Linked DNA regions of Mus musculus: region 2 is linked to region 1. Evidence: chromatin contacts called from public HiChIP or PLAC-seq data. All regions are on one chromosome and are shown on one strand. Each heading gives the region's core, a stretch centred on a gene start, on an enhancer-like site or on the middle of the called end of the contact. The rest is flanking DNA. Distances are from core to core; before and after follow the strand shown. Region 1 has its middle 58 kb from the start of Coch. Region 2 holds the start of Coch (cochlin).

Region 1 (3,940 bases), core at 711-3,210:
GTCTATGGCAGTTACTAGCTGGGGAACAGGATAGCCATTTTCTTCAGTGGTATAGCCACTGAAGGGTAAGTTGCCCTTGCTCCAGTAAATAACTTCCCAGGAGGTCACACAGAAAAAGAAGCCATGAAAGGAGGGGTAGGGAATGTTGGAAAAAAGAAGGAATTCAGTGGGAAGGGGGTATGTGTGAGAGAGGACATGGGAGGGTGAGAAAGAATAAATTCCATATGTACACGTATGAAACTTTCACTAAAATGGAAAAAAGGAATTCAGTTACACAAATTGGGTTATATCAATGTAAAAGTTTCCATACGGCCAGCAAATCCTGGAACAGAGTGAACAGACTATCCCAGACGGAGAGAAAACATTTTTAAAGCACATATCTGATAAAAGAGCAAATGTTCCAAACAGAAGAAGCTAAAACAGCCGGGTGTGGTGATGAACGCCTTTAATCCCAGCACTTGGGAGGCAGAGGCAGGCGGGTTTCTGAGTTCCAGTCCAGCCCGGTCTACAAAGTGAGTTCCAGGACAGCCAGGGCTACACAGAGAAACCCTGTCTCAAAAAAAAAAAAAAGGCTAAAACAACTTAATAGAGAGAAAACAAATAACCTGATTTAGAAATGCGCAAATGTTAGAATGACCAAGTGCATGAGAAATGCTCTTCATTACCAGTTGTCAGGGAAATAAAGAAAACTATTGAGATATCACTTTACACCTGTTAGAATAGCTGTCATCAAAAAGATGTTGCTGGGGATGGAATTTGTCACAGCCTTTATGTAAAGCAGTATGGAAGTTCCTTACAAGTTAAAGTGGAACTCCCATATGACCCACAGCCTGTATAACAGCCCCACCCTGTGTATACAACATCTACCTGAAATGTAATCAGTGCACTTCTTTTTGGTATGTGTGGCCAGTACTACATTTTTCTCTGTGATCCATTTTGTGTTGTGATAATTACTATATTTTAAAAAAGTAAATCCTGGTATCTGCTGTTAGGGTCCCACAGCTTGGTTCTTCATCAGTTTACTGGGTCATGACCTTCTTTTTCTCTTCTTCTTCTTCTTCTTCTTCTTCTTCTTCTTCTTCTTCTTCTTCTTCTTCTTCTTCTTCTTCTTCTTCTCCTCCTTCTTCTCCTGCTCCTCCTCCTCCTCCTTCTCCTCCTTCTCCTCCTTTTCTCTTCCTTCTCCTCCTCCTCCTCCTCCTCCTCCTCCTCCTCCTCCTCCTCCTCCTCCTCCTCCTCCTCCTCCTCCTTCTCCTCCTTCTCCTCCTTCTCCTCCTTCTCCTCCTTCTCCTCCTTCTTCTTCCTTCCTTTTTCTCCAAGGATTGAACCAAACCAGGTCCTTTCAAGGCAAGTGCTGTACCGCGGAGCAAAGGCCCCAGACCCCTGAATGTTCTTAATCCTTGGTACATTCATGTAAACTCTAGGATCAGGTTGTCAGGGTCAATAAAAGCCACAAAACCCAAACACTAACCCTATTCATGTTTTAGTTTGGACTTGCAGGCTTTATTACATCCTCACTGTCATCAGTTTCATGCTCTCATTTCTTTCCTGAATCAACTTAGATTTCATGTGTAATAACTTCCTTGCAAACATACTGAACTCCCTTGTCCCTCTGGCTCTCCTTCTGCAACAAACATGCTAGCTGTGTGCCTGTCCCCAATCAGCTGAAGAAGCTAGGTTTGGATGTAGCCCAATACTCAGTGTTTTCTCAGCACAAACTCCCAGGTGTCATAAAAAAAAGTTGCCGGGAAAAAAAAAATCAAAATTAGCCATACTGTGCGTTAGCATGAAAAACTCACAACAACAAATTTGAAAACGGGACTCAAAACTGTTAGCTGCTCTGTTACACAGCTGTTCTCCAAAGCTGCCACTACCCTGTCTTTCCTCCTATGTCCCCTCCCTGTCTGATCTGTTCCTGCTTTCCAAAAGCTCTTCTCCGTGGGGAACACAGCAAGGGGCTGCCACACCCTCATTATCCTGGCTCTGCCTGCTGCACACAGCTTCTGTGCTCCTGTTGCTGCTTCCTGGTGAGGGGATTCACCATGGCTCTCCAAGGCCAGCCCTTCCTCTTGTGTCCTGCTTCCTGACACCTCACAGTTCCCCAAGATGCCTCCTTCCCATTTCCCGCTCCTCTGTATCATCACCTCTCCACTCCCAACTTTCCCACCAGCAGAAACCAGCTGTATTTTGTAAGTAACAACCCAAACTAATTAGGCTCTCTTCCAAGTGTCAGCAGATGCAGGATGCTGCAGTGGTTGTGAGCACCAACTTAGATGCAGCCTCCTCAGGTTCAGCATGTCTGGACAGCCACTCTTCTCCATCTTTTATTTGTTTGCCGCCTGCCTGCCTGCCAGCCTACCTGCCTGCCTGCCTGCCTTCTGTCTGTCTGTCTGTCTGTCTGTCTGTCTGTCTGTCTGTCTCTTTATTCACTTTACATCCCTATTGAAGTCCCCCTTCCTCCTCTCCTCCCAGTCCCCATCCTCCCACCTCGTTCCTTCCTTCTTTTCTCCTCAGAGAAGGGGATTTCCCCCTATTGCCCCTCCCCCCCACACCCTCCCAGGGTAGCAACCTACCCTGGCACACTAAGAACAAAGGACGTACTCTCCCGCCTCTCCTCCCGAGGTCTAACGAGGTAGCCCAGCTAGACAAAAGGGATCCAAAGGCAGGCAAGCCCCCCTCCCACCTCTGCTCCAATTGTTAAGGGGTCCACATGACAACCAAGATGCACATCTGATACATATGTAGAGGGGGTCTAGGATCAGACCATGCAAACTTTTTGGTTGGTGGTTTTGTCTCTGTGAGCCCCATGGGACTGGTTTTGTTGGCTTTGTAGGTTTTCTTGTAGATTCCTTGACCCCTCCAGCTCCCTCAGTCCTTCCCATAACTCTTCCACGAGATTTCCTGAGCTCTGCTTATTGTTTGGCTGTGGGTTTCTGCATCTGTTTCCATGAGCTGCTCGATGGAGCCTCTCAGATGACAGTTATGCTAGGCTCCTGTCTACAGGCATAGCAGAATATCATTAATAGTGTTAGGGGTTAGCTCTCTCCTATGTGATGGGTCTCAAGTCAGGGCAGTCATTGGTTGGCCATTCCCTCAATCTCTGCTCCATCTTTATTCCTGCATATCTTGAAGCCAGAGAAAATTTTGGGTCAAGGGTTTTGTGTGTGGGTTGGTGCTGGACAGCTACTCTTACCATGATCCTGGACAAACTTTGCTGCCCTTCACAGTAGGCACTAGTCACGTGTGGCTTTTAACATTTAAGTTACTATTGACAAAAATTAACTGAAATTACACATTTGTTTCTTCACTTGGAGAAGTTAGGATGGCCAGCTAAACTGGTCCTTGATCCAGAAAGTTCTCCTGGACTCTAGTTGCAGGGAATGCCTTGAATTATACCATACCCCATCTAACAGCAAAGCAAGTGTCACCCCATGGTATATTTTGTGTTTGCTAATTTGGCTATTATTCCCCCTGCCCTGGTTTTTCAAGACAGGGTCTCACTATGTCACTCTGACTATCCTAGAACAAGCACACACTCTGGGGGAGCAGCCTCTGCCTTACTTACCATTGATCCCCAAGTTCTAGAATAATGTCTGAAGCTGCTGAATTCAGTAATGTTAATTCAGTGATGGCTGATTGAACATTAAAAAGCTTTGGGCTAAGCAGAGAGATGTTTATCTAGATATGTGTACTAATTTCTCATTTTTTATTGTTGTTAAATATTACCTGTGATCTATTGGTAGACAGTGTTGGTTACATTGATTAGTAATATGTTGGGATTGGTAGAGTTCAGAAAAAAAGTCACTACTCTGGCACTGGGGAACTGAGAGTTGCTGCTTTGCTTGTCTGGCTGTTACAGGAATTGCTGTGAAGCTTAGGGTAGTCTTGAACTCACAGTCCCCTTGCCTCAGTCTTCAGTGTGCGGGATCTTCTTCCTATGCCA
Region 2 (3,940 bases), core at 882-3,381, 58 kb before region 1:
GATGCTGGACACTGACGCATACACTATGTTCCCAAACACAGAGAATTCCTCAAGAGAGCAGCCTCCTGGGCAGAGAACATCTGCTTTCTCTTTTCGGATATCCAGGCCTCTGGTAAAGCAGGTGACAGGAATGGGAACTGAAGAGAAAGGGTGTGTCCTGTAAGAGCTCCTGGGCTGCTTTACGGGGGAAGTATTGCAGGGATTCTATTTATTCCCCCAATTTCTATACTTCTGCCAAAACACCGACTTAAATGTTGACACCGTTTTAGATATTAGCAAGCCCAAAGGGGTTTCCAATTTAATCTAGGGCCAAGTTACTACAGATATCTAATGTGACATTGTTTCCAGTTCTTCATCAATTTGGAAAATGTAATTGAAAAAGTGCATCAGAATGAGAAAATAGCATTAGTCTTTGACCTAGAAATAAAAAAAGATCTTAATTGTGATGAACTCTTTCCAGTTATTTATGATGACGGTACATCTGTATTGAGCCTTTGTGGAGTGTCTTCATAGACAAATGCAAACGTCTTCAGCTACCCTTCCCAGGGGGCTGTCTGGCCCATTACCTGATACAGTCAGGGCTTTACAGTCCCACATTCACATAAACCAACCAGTTAACAGGTGCCTGGATCATATATTTTACAATTGAGGAAATGAAAGTCATAGAGTTAATTAGCCTACGGAGCACGCCGCAAATCCCAAAGGCTAGGACACAAGGAAATTAGTCCTCTACTTGAATCTGATTGTATCTCCTCCAGATCTGTCCAAAGGAATATGGAAGGCAGCACCCCCCCCCTTTTTTTTTTTAAAAGAAAGCACTGCTAATATGCTTAAATCTTACAGTCAGTCGGACCAATTTAAAAAAAAAAAAAGTCTCTCCCACGAGGCAAGAAAGGATGGTTTTAAAAGTTGAGTAATTTGCCTCTGCCAAGGATCCTTGCCTGGACCACGGAAGAAAAGGGAAGACGCAAGGTGCAATATCAATTCTTCAGGCTCGGTTAAAATCCTAACTTCAAATAGGAGCCTTGCAACTCTATGAAATAACCCAAATCTTTTCCCTTTTCAGCGACGGGGGTGGGGGTAGGTGGGAGTGGGGCGACAACGACTCTGGAATCCAGGACCGAGATTGTCCGGAGCTGCTAACACTTGCTTTGTTGGGCAAAAGGTACTTACCATTTCTACTTTGAAGAAAAGCAAGCGTAAGATTTTAGAAGCGAAACTCTCTTACATCGCAGAAAAGACACCGAACCACACTCGGACTTCTACACGTGGAACAAACTCTTTTGAGGCTCCCAGGGAGATAGATATAGGAACCGCCGACGCTGTTTTCCAAAGGGGTTACAAGCACAAACGCACAGCACAGCGAGGTGATCGGATTAGGTGGGACCAGGATGTGAGCAGCCCTCCTCTGTGGGCTGGGACCAAACAGTTGTCCCCAGCCCGGAAAACAACGGAGTAACTCGGGACGAATGGTCCCGGGGCTAGGTGGCGTGCTCCCGGGAAGGAGGCACAAACGGACCCCGGGGACCCTGGCGTGGAAAAACAGGCAAGCCCGAGGGCTGCGCTGGAGATGGGTGAGGGCGGGTCTCCGCCTCTGCAGCCCCGCATCCCTACGCAGGTCCCTAGCCTGCGGGAACTGACCCTGTCCTCCCCATCTCCCTCCTCCCGCACCTAACTCACCCGCTCCCTCGGCGCGCGCGAACCGGGGCAGCAGCAGCAGCAGCAGCCACGCACCTGCGGAGAGAGGACAGCGAGGTGGCTACAGCCTCCGCCCGCGCGAGAGGGCGAGGGGTAGGGGATGGGAGTGTACCCACCGAGGCAGAGAGCAGGGATCCTGGACGAGGGCATGGCGAGGATCTCCGTGGACCTGCGGGAGAGTGAGGCGTGAACGAGGTTCGCCGGGGACCGCACGGCCCTGCGCTCCTCGGAAGCCGGCGAAGGCGGGAGAACCCGACCGCTGCAGTTCGAGCAGCTCCAGACGCGCTGTGCCACCTCGGACCAGCGTGGGGTACGCCAGGACACACAGGCAGAGGCACAGACCCTATGCACCTCCCCGGGTCCCGCACCTGCGTGGGATCCGCCCGGCTACACCCGAGTGCGGCAAGCGCGGCTCCGTGGCCGCTATAAAGACGGGCGGCGCGCATGAGCACTGTGCGGGGGGCGCCAGCAGGGGCTAGGAGCGGTCCCCAGCCCTCCCCCTCCCGCCCCCGTAGGGCGGTGGCCGGCCAGCTCCTCCCTCGCCCCCCCCCCCCGACGGTCCCCGGGGGAGGCCAGCGGACTGGCGCCTCTTCCTGCGGTGTGGGGTTCTCTGGGGAGGCGTGAAGGTCGCCTGTGGTGTCCGGGGACTTGATGGGAAAAGGCGTCGGAGCGCGTTTGGGGAAACGCCTAGGGACACTTAGGGCGTGCAGGGTACTGGACAGAGACGGTCTTAGGAGCCGCCTTGAGGGAATTGAGGGGCTCAGCAGGGTGCAGAGCAGCCAAGCCACCCGGTTCTGAGAACAAAACTTCCCAGCTTCGCGCCCCGTGGGGAACAGTGCCTACTTTAAAAGTAAAACCAAGCAGCATTTGATAAATGTTATGGAAAACTTGTCTTAGGGGCTCGGCCTCTGGACTTATTTTCAGGTGGAAAACGGTTTTCCCTGATGGGTCATTTGTTGTAAAGAGTAGGTACATTGTAGAGTGCTCCTAACCTCCAGACAATAGTTACATTTCTTTTTTTCTTCCTCTTTCTCCAGATTAGGAAAGATTCCTTGTTTGTGTTTCTAGTCTCAAATCTGGTGATTCTATGGAACTTTAGATGTGGTAGTATGTGCTCCGCATTTCAATTATAGCAACTTTTCATGATGGGCATAGAGAAAGAACAAAACACATAGGGCGTGTTCATGACAGACCTGCAAGGTAGCAGAGGAATTTCAGACCTGGACAGCCCCTGCTTTAGGTTTTTGTTGTTGTTGTTGTTGTTGTTTTGATTTTGGTTTTTTGAGCCATGGTTTTAAGGTAGTCTAAGATGACTTTGAATTCATTGTATCCTGCCTCAGCCTTCCGCAGTGCCACGGATGGACCAATCACACCTGGTTACAATACCTGTTTTAAATGTAGCTTTATTCAGCTATAATTTATGTCATAGAATCCATCCATTTAAAAGACAGGATTCAGTGACTTCTAGAAAGTTTATGATCCTCACCGTAGATCAATTTCAGAATATTCAATCACATCCAAAATGATGCCTCCTGGTGAAGAGCCGGCACGCCCTTTCCTCTCCACCACATGACCTCAGCAGTCCACTTCCTCTCCCTATAGACTTGGACATTTATGTACGTGGAGTCCTACACTAGTGCATGATGTGGAGGTGTGACTATGCTGAAGTGTGCGTCAGCTGAACAGCCCTTGCCTGGGCTGACAGAATGCCTCCGTGGTTTTACCAGGCATTTCTTTTATCACTTGGCTGTCTTCTGAGAAGGGACAAAATTGCTTGGTCGGTGATTTGGGAAGTACTCGGTGTTTCTTTTTCTTTTTCATGGCTGCTTGAAAGATTTGATCTCTTTCATGAGAGAATTGTGATTTTCTCAGGAGTCTACCTAACCATCCTTGATAGTTTTCTTGGAAGAAAAATTGAAGATGAAGACAATTAAAGCTGTCCTTTTCATGATTGTTCTTTGTGTGTCCTACGCCAGGGTTGGACAGGTTCCTCCAGTCAGGCCCGGGAAATTGTCGTGATCTTGTATAATTAGTTGCTAGGCAGCAACTCAGGCAGCATGGTCAAATGGGGTGCAAGGCAGAGAAAGAGTCCCTGCAGGGCACAGTCCCTGATGCCAGTCCACCATGATCTGGCAGAATCAAATTCCTGCAGCTATTTCCATGATAGACCCTGAGTCTGTGACTTAAGAAATGGAGGAAATAGCTCATTAAGTTTCATGGCTGTTTACCCAGGCATTTTAAT

Evidence for each region. HiChIP or PLAC-seq counts read pairs in DNA pulled down with a chosen protein or histone mark.
Region 2: a contact with region 1 is called in an H3K4me3 HiChIP or PLAC-seq map of embryonic stem cells, with 22 read pairs. The contact joins the promoter of Coch here to the enhancer-like site in region 1. A contact is called at or near these places in 1 of 39 promoter capture datasets (liver), 2 of 484 Hi-C or Micro-C datasets (the G1E-ER4 cell line and nephron progenitors) and 2 of 115 datasets of contacts at active chromatin or transcription factors (both in embryonic stem cells).

The regions. Positions count from the first base shown.
Region 1 is chr12:51,533,466-51,537,405 of GRCm38.p6, reverse strand. No RefSeq gene overlaps it. Among named protein-coding and RNA genes, the nearest start is that of Coch, 58 kb to the left of the region's middle. Within about 2 kb of position 1,960, at least 7 of the 459 cell types and tissues checked have an H3K27ac peak or open chromatin away from gene starts, as enhancers often do. A contact at or near this core is called in embryonic stem cells, where this site is marked.
Region 2 is chr12:51,591,532-51,595,471 of GRCm38.p6, reverse strand. Coch (cochlin) reads right to left here and starts at 2,131. Exons shown (of 12, transcript NM_001198835.1): 1 at 2,067-2,131; 2 at 1,815-1,867; 3 at 1,681-1,734; 4 at 1-137. The coding sequence starts at 1,848.